4 separate regions of the Mus musculus genome follow, and all the other regions are linked to region 4. A link is a contact called in public Hi-C and promoter capture Hi-C data. All regions are on one chromosome and are shown on one strand. Each heading gives the region's core, a stretch centred on a gene start, on an enhancer-like site or on the middle of the called end of the contact. The rest is flanking DNA. Distances are from core to core; before and after follow the strand shown. Region 1 holds the start of 4932412D23Rik (RIKEN cDNA 4932412D23 gene). Region 2 holds the start of Bbx (bobby sox HMG box containing). Region 3 holds the start of Cd47 (CD47 antigen (Rh-related antigen, integrin-associated signal transducer)). Region 4 holds the start of Plcxd2 (phosphatidylinositol-specific phospholipase C, X domain containing 2).

Evidence for each region. Promoter capture Hi-C pulls out the DNA fragments that hold promoters and counts their contacts. Hi-C and Micro-C count contacts between places; a contact is called where the count stands out from the background.
Region 1: a Hi-C map of CD8 T cells shows a contact between it and region 4, with 4 times the contacts expected there. The contact joins the promoter of 4932412D23Rik here to the promoter of Plcxd2 in region 4. A contact is called at or near these places in 1 of 39 promoter capture datasets (pre-B cells) and 1 of 484 Hi-C or Micro-C datasets (CD8 T cells).
Region 2: a contact with region 4 is called in a promoter capture Hi-C map of pre-B cells. The contact joins the promoter of Bbx here to the promoter of Plcxd2 in region 4. A contact is called at or near these places in 1 of 39 promoter capture datasets (pre-B cells) and 1 of 484 Hi-C or Micro-C datasets (CD4 T cells).
Region 3: a contact with region 4 is called in a Hi-C map of CD8 T cells, with 5 times the contacts expected there. The contact joins the promoter of Cd47 here to the promoter of Plcxd2 in region 4. A contact is called at or near these places in 2 of 484 Hi-C or Micro-C datasets (CD4 T cells and CD8 T cells).

The regions. Positions count from the first base shown.
Region 1 is chr16:42,874,293-42,876,998 of GRCm38.p6, forward strand. It overlaps 4932412D23Rik (RIKEN cDNA 4932412D23 gene), which reads right to left and starts at 1,295. Exons shown (of 4, transcript NR_040521.1): 1 at 1,140-1,295. It also overlaps a transcript of Zbtb20 not described here.
Region 2 is chr16:50,431,061-50,433,760 of GRCm38.p6, forward strand. It overlaps Bbx (bobby sox HMG box containing), which reads right to left and starts at 1,329. Exons shown (of 17, transcript NM_027444.3): 1 at 1,182-1,329.
Region 3 is chr16:49,854,352-49,857,051 of GRCm38.p6, forward strand. It overlaps Cd47 (CD47 antigen (Rh-related antigen, integrin-associated signal transducer)), which reads left to right and starts at 1,310. Exons shown (of 9, transcript NM_001368415.1): 1 at 1,310-1,481. The coding sequence starts at 1,436. It also overlaps Gm4633.
Region 4 is chr16:46,009,161-46,011,860 of GRCm38.p6, forward strand. Plcxd2 (phosphatidylinositol-specific phospholipase C, X domain containing 2) reads right to left here and starts at 1,253. Exons shown (of 4, transcript NM_001134480.1): 1 at 534-1,253. The coding sequence starts at 696.

The DNA.
Region 1 (2,706 bases), core at 45-2,544, 3.1 Mb before region 4:
GGAAACCTACGTGAAATCCAGGCTTAAACTTACTTCAAGTCTACCAGAATCTATTTTTCAAGTCTATAATCTATAAGATTATTTTCTGTATTAATAACCAATACTACAAATACAGTTTCTTTGTATGGTTGGTGTTTCTGACAAATCCCTTTCGTGACAAATTAAGCTCCTTAAAAAGTATTAGTTCTTATTTTGGCAGGAATTCTTTTTCTTTGTAGAGTGAAAAGCCATTCTTTTTTCCATCTTAGTCCTTTTAAGGAATTCTTTTCAGGAATCTATCCTTGGCTTCCTGCTGGCCTCAGGCCTCACCCCCTTCCTCCTCCACCCCGCCCTTGCCTGACCAGTATTTGTTAGAATTTGGCTCTGGGGAGTACTATGCTGAGTGACAAATGGATGAAGATGAAGGTTTTATTGAAGCATCTGAACTGCATTTAATTTTCCGTGTTGCTTTATTCCTTCTAGCTCCCAGGATATTGAATTTTGTGGGCTTCAGTTGGGTCGTCAGTACTTCAGGCGTTTAGTAATAAGAAACATAATCTGCTTTTTCCGGTAGGATAATAAATCCTCATTGATATTAAGGGCGGCTCTCTGCAGACGGTTTTACACGGTATTTTTCTGTAGAAACACATTCCCTGGGAGTCCTAAAACTGCTCCCGCCTCTCTGTCTCCCTGGGCCTCAGGTCGCCTCCCGCCCAGCGGTCCCTCCCACCGCCAGGATCCTGCTCGCTAGGACATCCACTGCCCGTGACCACGACACCCCTCCTCCCTGCACTGAACCCCTTCCCTCCCCTCCCCCTCTGGGCGAGCCAGACAGCGGGTAACCGCCGCCTCCGCTGGGGCATCCCGGCTCCATAGGCGGCGCGCGGCAGACACCTGCTTCTCACTGGCCGCCGCCGCTGCCCCTCACCCCGCAGTCCCCGCGACAATTGGCCCCGGGCCGCCGCCCGTCATCCTCTAGCCCCTCTTGGAGTCCCGCCTCTATCCTCGGGTCATTTAAGTTTATCACAAATAAATAAATAAAGGAGGAAATAGAAATGCGTAGAAAGTAAAAGCAGTCAGGAGGGGGCGGGGACGTGGATGAAAAGGAGGGTGGGGAAGTGGAGGAGTAAACAACCAAACTTGATCGTGCCTATACTGACCAATCACCGATCACTACAGTCCGGTCTGACGGCCTCTGTCGACCAATAGTTTCCCAGCTCTTGGATCACTGAATAACCAGAGACAGCTGGCCTCTCTACACAGGGCGCTGGTGGGCGGGAAGAGTTGAGAACATTGACCAATAGACTGTTAAAACTGCTCTGAGTGAAGTTTCCGCTCACCAGTTGATGCTTGAGATAGCGGATTGGGTGTCTCCTAGGCCAATCAAAGATGACAGAGATGAGAGAAGGGGCAGTTAGGGGAGGAGCCGCGGAGGGGAGGAGGAAGAGTGCATTTTGTTTATGGGCGGCAACCTCACGAGGGCTGTCCAAACGCTATTGGTCAGCTGAAGCAGCGAGTGGCATGCGAGCCGCCCAATAGTAGGACAAGGTAGAGGTTCGCGGCTTCGGGCGCCCAATGTGGGCCTTCTGCCGAAGAAGTAGGGGCGGGGGGAAGTTTAGGAGTTGAGGAAAGAAGATTAAAGAGCGCGAGGAGGTAACGCCAAAAACTCTAATTTGTTGTGGGGCGGGCGGGAGGGAGGGGTGTGTGCGTGCGGAGCGCGGCCGGGCGTCTACGAGTCGCGGGGAGTCGGGGGTGACGGGCCGCCGAGGAGGGGGCGGGGTGGGGCCGTGGCGCGAGTTCCGAGCCGCAGCCCGGGGCTTCTGCCCCGCCCCGCCCCGCGCGCCCTCCCGCCGCCCCTCCTCGCGCCCGCCCGGCGGCCTCGCGCGACCCTGCGGGGAGGGTCCGCCGCTGGCCCGGGCGGGGCGTCCGGTCGTTGCCACTGCGTCTAGTCTCTCCTCCCCGCTTCTGGAGTCGCGGCTTCCCAGAAGAGGAGCTGAGGGGCACCGGCCGGGGCTCCGGAGCTGTTGGCGGCGCCGGCTCCCGCCCCTCTCCTCTCCCTCCCTCCGCCCTCCCAGTCGCTTTCCTCCCGCGCAGAGAACTGGCTTCGGAGAACCCGGGCTTGGGCGCGTAGCCCAGCCTGCCTTGCTCTCACCCGTAGACAGGGGGGCTTGGCAAGGATTGAACCCTGTCCTCCTCTCTTTAGCCTTTGGGCCCCTTCCGAAACATTAAAAAAAAAAAAAAAAGTTAACGCTCTCTCATACCTTGAGACATAAAACAAAACAAAACAAAATAACAAAACCTACCCCATCCCCAAATACAGGAGTATGGTTTTGAAGTTCATTCAAATGTGGTCCTCTAATTGTTTTAATGCTTTTCCCTGTGTGGGGGGCTCTCAGTGTCCCCCTTCAGCCCCTCCCCTTCCTAAGGATGCAGAAGAGGCAGGAGGCAGGGATTTCGTAAAAGTTGTATTGATAAACACACTTGCACAAGCATATGCTAGGCACACACACAGACTATAAACATTAGCGAAAAACACAATATGGCGTACAGCTACGCTACCTAGCTCGGTAATCTGATGATCTCTTACTCCGAACCGGGTCAAATCAGGTCTGAAGAAGCAAGACAGTTCTCCAGCAGAAATCTGAATGGCATGGGAAAACATTTGGAAGCCTGCACCTGATGGTATAGTCCTCAGAATCATTGGCCCAGATTTAAGTTGAACATGTT
Region 2 (2,700 bases), core at 79-2,578, 4.4 Mb after region 4:
GATCTGCAAGTTTTCTGTCATCGCGACCGTGCAATGCCATAACTTACCTTCAGAATGAGTCTTTAACCAGCCAAGGCCTTCCTCCTCCCCTCCACCGCCACCACCCCCAGCCTCGCTCTCTCCACCTTAAACTTATTGACACAACATAATCCCACATTCAAGCAAAATCCTGACACAGCCTCCCTCGTCCTCTCCCCCCTCCTCTCTTCCCTCCCGTTTCTCTCTCTCTCTCTCTCTCTCTCTCTCTCTCTCTCTCTCTCTCTCTCTCTCTCTCTCTCTCTCTCTTCCCCTCCCTCTCCCCTTTCCCTCCCCTCCCCTCCTCTCCCTCTCTCGCCTTCTTCGCCTTCTTCCCCTCTCCCCTGTTCTTCCTCCAGGCTACTCTGGCACTGGAACAGCACTTTCTCCACTCGCCGCGCATTTGGCTGGGGGTGGGGGGTGAGGGGGACACCGATCTCGGGGCCGGAACACCCAAATCCTAACTCTGCAGATGAACGAGCAACCGGGCTGCCGGTCCCGGTCACCGTCGCACACACACCAAATGTAGCCCCGACCCACCGAGGGCAGCCTTCCCGTACCTTCCACCCCTGCCCCGGGCTCCTCAGGCCCCACCTCCCCCGGCAGCCGAGCCCTGCCCGGGGCTCCTCCACGTACTTTCGCCTCCTTGAAGTTTGGGGCTCCCGGGGCGGCCACGAGCCGCCCGCCGGCGTGAGGGGACCGCTCCGTTGTTGTTTTCCTCGGGCGGCTCAACCCCGCGCCCCGGCTCCGTGCCCCCTCGGGCGGCGCTGCCCGGGCGCCGAGAGGTGCTGCCTGCAAACGCAGCCTGGCACCGGCTGGCCTACTCCTCCCCAGCCCGGCCCCCAGCTCGCGCTCGCCGGGCAGCGCCGCGCGCCCCCCGGCCCGGGCCCGCCGGCGCGGCCGCCGCGACCCTCGGCCCGACCTCTCGCCACCCAAAGTTTTGGCTGAGGGGAAAGTGGCCCGCGAGGCGCCGGCCGGTGGCGGCTCGGGCTCCGGACGCGCGGGTTCCCCTCGCCTTCCTCAAGTCCACCCTACCGGCTGCCGCCGCCGCTGCCGCCGCTCCTGCCGCGGAGTCCTCGGGCTGCAGCCCCGGCGGCTCGCAAGTGAGTAGGAAAACAGAAAGTGCGGGAGAGCGCCTGCGAAGGCTGCGGATGGCGGGCGCCTACCTCGCGGGCTCGCCGCGGCGCGAGGGCGTGTGTGTGGCTCGCCCTCAGCGGCCAGTCAGGGGCTCTCTATGGGAAAGTGGAGAGGAGCTTGCGGAGCCGCGCTGCCTCCGCTCCACTGTACACTGCTCCACATACAGTACATGCAACCCGGAGAGACTGAAAACACTCATTTTATATAAGGCAGCCTGCCATTGGCCCGCGCCGTGACGGACGGGCGGCGCAGCCAAACAGGAGGCGCGTTACACCCAAACACACGCACACATACACACATTTCACAGAGACACACAAAGATCATCACATTTTCTATTTTCTAATGTTCGGGACCTGTAGACAGTGGGCGAAGACAGGTAGTGAGGCCCAGCAGAGTAGGGGTCAGGAAGGAAGCCCTCTCTATACCAAGTTGCCAGGCTTGAAACTGGTGTCCTTTTGACTTGGGAGGGTTATGGTAATAAACTACAACTCCACTGGATATGGAAGTGAGGAGGGATGGGTTTGATCGCTGCCTTGTGGTGCCCCATGAAAGAGGCGAGCATTGTGTTATGATTTTACAGCCCGGCCTGCTAACAAGTGGCCGAGAAAGGCTTTTATCAGCTTAGATTTCTTTTGTCAATGGGTTAGCCATCACATAGGCCAAAATAGTGCGAGATAAGTTTATCAAGACTAGAATGCTTTGAGATTGTGACTGCCTCGTTAGCAAGCAAATTCAGAAAGTAAGAAAAAAAATCAATACAACAGGCAGAAACAAAGATAAACCTTATGCTAAAGTAGCCGAATGTGCACTTGAAAGTCAGAGGGCAATCACCTGTATGGGTACACAAGGTGTGCTGAAATTACACACCTTGTGGGAAAATGACAATCGACAGTCTGCCTTAGAAATAGACCTCTTGGTTCAATATAGCCAAGATTTATAATACACACACACACACACACACACGCGCGCGCGCGCGCGCGCACACGCACACGCACACACATCCTTTGTTTTATGTATTTCCCGCTGTATATGACTACTCTATGGTGGGTGATTTCTAGAGACAATGAAAGCGAGATCTAGTTTTAATGATATTTTTACTATGCTGTATCTTTGGCAGATCTTGTTAACAGTTTGATATAAACAAGTCAAAGGGATACTTAGAAAGAACCGAACCTAGGAATTAAAACAGAATAAAATGCACACACAAGTTTTTAACTAGTTGAGCAATCTTTTGAGCATATGAGTTCTTTTAGTCTCCTTCATTCTTAGAGTTGATTTTAGTTTTTATTTAAAGATTAAAATAAGCTTTCCCAAGATTGCCTTCATTAAATGGTTATTCAGCATCTACAACTCACTGGGACTATTCTAGGTCCCAGATGTTTTCCTGGAGTTCCTTCTGACCAGGATCCAAAATTTTCAAGAATCTTAAATACAAACAGTTTTGAAGATTAAATAGTATGATTTTTATAGTCTAACTGATAGCCTAAATTTTAAAAGTAAACCGAGTAAGAAAACCTTTCTGTTCTGGTTTTGGGTTTTGGACTTTTT
Region 3 (2,700 bases), core at 60-2,559, 3.8 Mb after region 4:
TCAGACACCCCTAAGTAGGTGCTAGAGTATGCCGACTATAGAAGGGTATCAAAAGAACGGGGAATTCATGCTGCGGTGAAATTTTTAGGTGTGGTTGCTTTCAGATCTTCTGCGCTGCTGGGTGGGAAGTAACTTATAGCAAGCTCAAGAAACCTTTTGGTCCAAGACTGACTTCGGTGGAATCCTACTTTAGTTTGTTGTTGGTACCCTATCTGGGAGGGAGTGGTTATTTCCTTAGGAAAATAATCATGAAATAAGGACACTGTCACAGCATCATAGACAGTGGCAAGTTTTATCCTGAATTGGATTGCTGCTACACTGGCTATTGAGAAGGAAATGGGGTAGAAGACTTTAAGAAGTGCAATAAATAGTGTGATAGTCTTTTAGCTCAGCTCAGAGAATATCACCCAGAATGGGCACCCATTATTACAGAGATCAAGTCCTTTTAGTCAAAGGACCTTTGCCTCAGGGTGAAGAGAGTGGCTTAGAGCTACACTTTTAAACCTATTCAAGAACTGAACTCAAACAGGTCAGAGGTCTACACAAGGATGCAGACATAAGCCAGTTTCCCAATATTGCCGATAGCGTCAAGGATCTGTTTACTCACACGGGGCCTGTCTGCCACAATCCTTGTGTCTGTCACCCTTTCTCCTTCGTGGTTTTAAACTGCTCATTATGCATGGAACTTGATTGCCCAACCCTGCTTGGGGGATGAAAACATTAGCCAACAAAGAAAGAAAAACAGATAAGGAGGTCCACTTCTGGAACAAGTCAGACCGGGGAGAGATCAGGGCCAGGGGGAGCCAGAGGGAAGGAGTTCCTCGGGGGCCAGGACCTGGTCACAGCGCCCTCTCTCCGCCCAGCCCTGCGGCTCCAGGGCTGCGCGCCTTGGGAGGGAAGATGGTGAAAGCAGAAGCAGCGCCTACACCGGGAGAGCAGGGAGGAGGAGTTGGACTGAGGTTGGGCGGCTCCGAGGTCCAGGGCGAGCTTGGCCAGAGGGAGTAGAGAGCAGCGGGGCTGCGCAGGGACGCGTGCCGTGAGTTCCGGTGAGCGTGTGTGTCCCATGCTCCCGTCTTTCAGGCCGGCCCAGGACACGAAGCCGGAAGAGAGCTGGCTGGAGGGACGGGGGCCGTGAGCAGAGAGTGCAACCCGCGCAGCCCCGGGGACAGGCTGATTCTTGGCGCTCTCCGCCGGAGCCTGCCCAGGGCTGGGTGTGAGGCTGGCGTCACGTCAACGAGCAGAGGCGGCCAGGCGGGGCGGAGTGCGCGTGCGCGGGGCGGCGAGCACGCGCGCGCGCGCACCCCCGGGCAGCCTGGGCGGCCGCTCCTGCCTGTCACTGCTGCGGCGCTGCTGGTCGGTCGTTTCCCTTGAAGGCAGCAGCGGAGGCGGCGGCTGCTCCAGACACCTGCGGCGGCGACCCCCCGGCGGCGCGGAGATGTGGCCCTTGGCGGCGGCGCTGTTGCTGGGCTCCTGCTGCTGCGGTGAGTGGCTCGGGGATCCCGGCTCTCAGGCTGGTGCGCAGCACCCAGGCGCCCCCGCAGGAGTGTGGGCTGCACCCCCGCCGGCCAGGCGGCGCCCGGAGGAGAGCAGAGAGAAGAGGAGAGGGGTGGCGGGATGCGCGGGCCCTGCGCACCCGGAGCGCCACTGTGGGAGGGCCCGGCGGGGCATCGGCGCCCCTGCCTCCTCCCTCTGCTCTCCTTCCCTAGTCCCTTTCCCCCCCGGGGAGAGCGGGCTGAAGCTCCTCACTCTCCAGTGCGCACACGTAGGAAGAACTGGGAACAACCGCAACTGTGCAAAACCCCAACTGCAAAGAAAGCGAGGGGGCAGCTGCCGCCCCCCCCATCCCCTCCTCTTGCACCCCTCTCCTTTCTCAGAGCTTTCACGCAGCATTTGGGGTTGAAGGACTAGAGTGGGAGGCCCGGGCCTCTTGTGATGAAGTGCGCATTTTGGTGAAGTCGACCAGAAAGGCTTTTTGCCCTACCGCGTAAGCACTGGAGCAGAGAGAACACGGTGGACCCAAGTTTTATTTCCCACCCAGCTTTTATCGAAGCTTTTTTTTTCTTTCCCTCCCTCTGACCGCGTATTTTTGTGGTTGTTGTTTTGAATCCTCAAAACAAGCTTCCTGGAAACACTTCTCGTGACACCCCCGCTACCCCCCTCCCTTGCCAGCACTTTAATATATTCCTTATTGTAGATTAAAGTTTTTTTTTTCCCTCTTCCTTGGAGCAAACGTATTTTAAGATTTGCCCAGATATTGCCAGTGGTCTAAAGACAGTAATTGCCAGGGATGCACCTCCTCTTTTGTAAAGTATTTTGCTGTTTATGAACGCGTACCTCCTTTGTAAAAAGCCGAGGGAAGAATAGGAATTTTTGTGACCATATACCGCCCGGCAAGCTTCATATCTGCAGATTCCTCTGCGAACTTTTGGTAAGAATCGGAACAGACTTGCAGCAGGATAACAGCAAATGTTAAATTTGTCTTAGGATGGATGCTAAATTAATTGAACCTTAAACTGATGGTTAACCTCACAATGCCTTATAAAGGCCAGTGTTTGGGATCTATTTCCAAGATGCCCTTAATACCCTGCCCACCACTTCCCTCTCCCAATCATCCTGGGTGTTGTAGCTGATAATAATAAAGACCTGTGTTATCTAAATTGTTGGTATTGGATGTTTTCTGATTTTAGTCGTTTTTACTGT
Region 4 (2,700 bases), core at 3-2,502:
CAACAAAACTATGTGCCTTGATGCCCAGCCTAGAATCTGAACCTATTTTCTAACACTTATCTGATTTTTGTTTTCAAGAAAGGTCAGATAAATGAGAAAAATATTCTTTTCAGCTTCAATGTTGACCCAGAGCTAAGATTGTTAAGGACTTTCTACCCATTATTCTTGATCTCTCCCCCTTTCCCTTAAATGATTCAAGTCAGCGAGCCTTTCACATACCCAGGCCTCTGCATCAAGATGGTTAACATTCTTAGACTGAGGCCGTATGGTGTAAACAAAATAAAAACAACAAAACAACAGCGCAGTGATTCCATTCTCTCAACTGTCCCTTTTGCCAGTGATGCAGTCGGCTTGACTGACTCTCTTTACAGCAGCTACCTTCCTGTTAAGTTTTTTTTTTTTTTTTTTAATTTGGAAATAAAAAGAGATCACTGACAATTGTTTTTCAACACAACAGAAAACAACCAACCCACTAGCAAACACTAAAATGGCAGCATTAAACACAGTGCGAACAAGTAGTTATAGACGAATACCTGGGATTGCCAGATTGGAAAGGGGGACGTTGTGGAGGTGAGCGGGGAGCGAGGCCATCCAGTCGGCATTGCAGACCTCCGAGGCTGTCTTTGTCCCGCTGGGATTGGGAGAGCAGATGGTACCCATCCTGAGTTTCCTTCTGGCCTTTCTAAATGCAAGCATCCCTGTCGTCCACGATTTAGACAGGCTCAGTCTAGTGCCACTCACTCTGTGGTCATCACCGCTCGGGGCTCTCTAAACATTTCAGAGCACATGGGTCACGCCAGTCTTTTCAAGATCCTTTTCTAGCTGGGAGATGGGTCAAATAGGTGCTCCCCTGCCTGCTGCTCCCGCAGTCCCCACCCTCTTCGCCTTGCCACTGAGATCCACTCCTTTAATCTCCTCAGTCCCTGGTCAGTTAAACTTCTTAGTTCCCCTCTGGAGACGGGGGAGGCAGGCCCGAAGATACAAACCTTCCTGAAACCCACAACATCCAGGAACAGCCACACCCGGAGCTACTCACACGACAGGTGCCCACAGGGCATAGAGACGTGCCAGCGGGCTGCACACACGTGCGCACCCGGGTTGCACCATCTCTTGTTCATGGGTGCTTCCGTGGGTTTCCCCGGGCTGGTACACAGGCTGGGCCTGCCTGCACCCCCGCCCCCTGGCTTCTCTGCCCACTGCCCTGTGCTTTTCTGAAGGGCTCTCAGAAGAGTAACCGGCAGCCCCGGGACTCTGGCGGCCCCGCCCCGCACTGCCGGGCAGATTTGCCAGACTAGGCGAGCTGTGATTGGTCGTTGGCGGGATTCTCTCTGATTGGACAACGCTCTGAGGGCCCGCCCCTACATCGCGCTCCCACGCCTCCCCTGCTTCTTAGCTCCTCCCCTCTCCACTCCAGCGGGGTAGCGAGTGGACAGGTCGGGCTGCGGCCTGCTGCTCCGGAAGGGGAGATGTGCACCGTGGCCGGCTGTCCTCAGATTGATCTTTTTCTTGTAGATCTCTGACGCGACCTCAAAGGTTTCTCCTCTCTCCCTCGGCCTTACTCTCACTGCGGTGAAAATTACCCAGAAACGCGCTACTTTTTTTTTTTTTTTTTTTCAAACCACCGTAGCAGCAGAAACAGGAGAGCTAGAGAGGCCAGAGAAAGGTGCTGCTGCGGCTCCTATTTAGATGGCAGCATCAAAGCAGGTTTGTGTTTGAAACAATGCAAACTGACAGTTCTCCTGCACAGTCCGCTGAAACTGGCCAGTGCCATTATTTCCGTTTCACAGAGGAGGAGATAATGGTGCTTTGGGTTCCTGTTGCTGTTGTTTGAAACCTTTTGAATTATTTGTCTCACCTGCTCCTCACAGCATTACCACAAGACTCAGAGTTGCTGATACACTTCCTCGAATGGATGAAACAGCCTGAGGCAGGTCACGTGGTGGCAGTCTGTGCAAAGTTCATTTTGAAATGAGGTTCCCTAACTCGGTCTGTAGAACACAGACCCACTTCTCTGCTTCCTGAACTGTTCCCACTTCAAATAGTATTCAAATGTAGTACAGAGTTTTATAATCCGATATTGTTAGTTAAAATTTGTAGTTAGATTTATATATTTCTTGTATGCGTTTTTCTGTGAGAACATGCATGTGTGCAGTTCAGAGGACAGATTACTCCAGTTCTCTCCTTCCTTGAGACCGTCCCCGGGGCTCAGATCGTCAAGTTTGGCAGTAAGCACCTTTACTCACTGAGCCACCTCCAAGATCTGACCTGCATACTTTGCAAAAAATAAAAATAAAATAAAATAAATAATAAAAAAATACTATTTTGGCAAACAGATAATTTTATTTAAAAAATTTTAAATTAAGGTAGCCTTTTATAGCAAGAAGGACCCTAGAGACTCAGGAGGGCCTTAGGGGAAAAGAGAACAGTGGCCAGAACTCTTAAAACTCCTGGAGTTTATGTATAAAACCCTAGGGCAGCTGTCGTTTAATCACCAGATGACCTCCATTTTACCCCTGTATCCCAGGCTACCTGTCTTAGTTAGGGTTTCCGTTGCTGTAAAAAGACACCAAGTCCAAGGCAACTCTCATAAAAGACATTTAACTGGGGTTGGATTACTGGTTCTGAGGTTCAGTCCATTATCCTCATAGCAGGAAGCATGGCAGGCCCTGGAAGAGCTGAGGGTTCTACATGTTGTTCCAA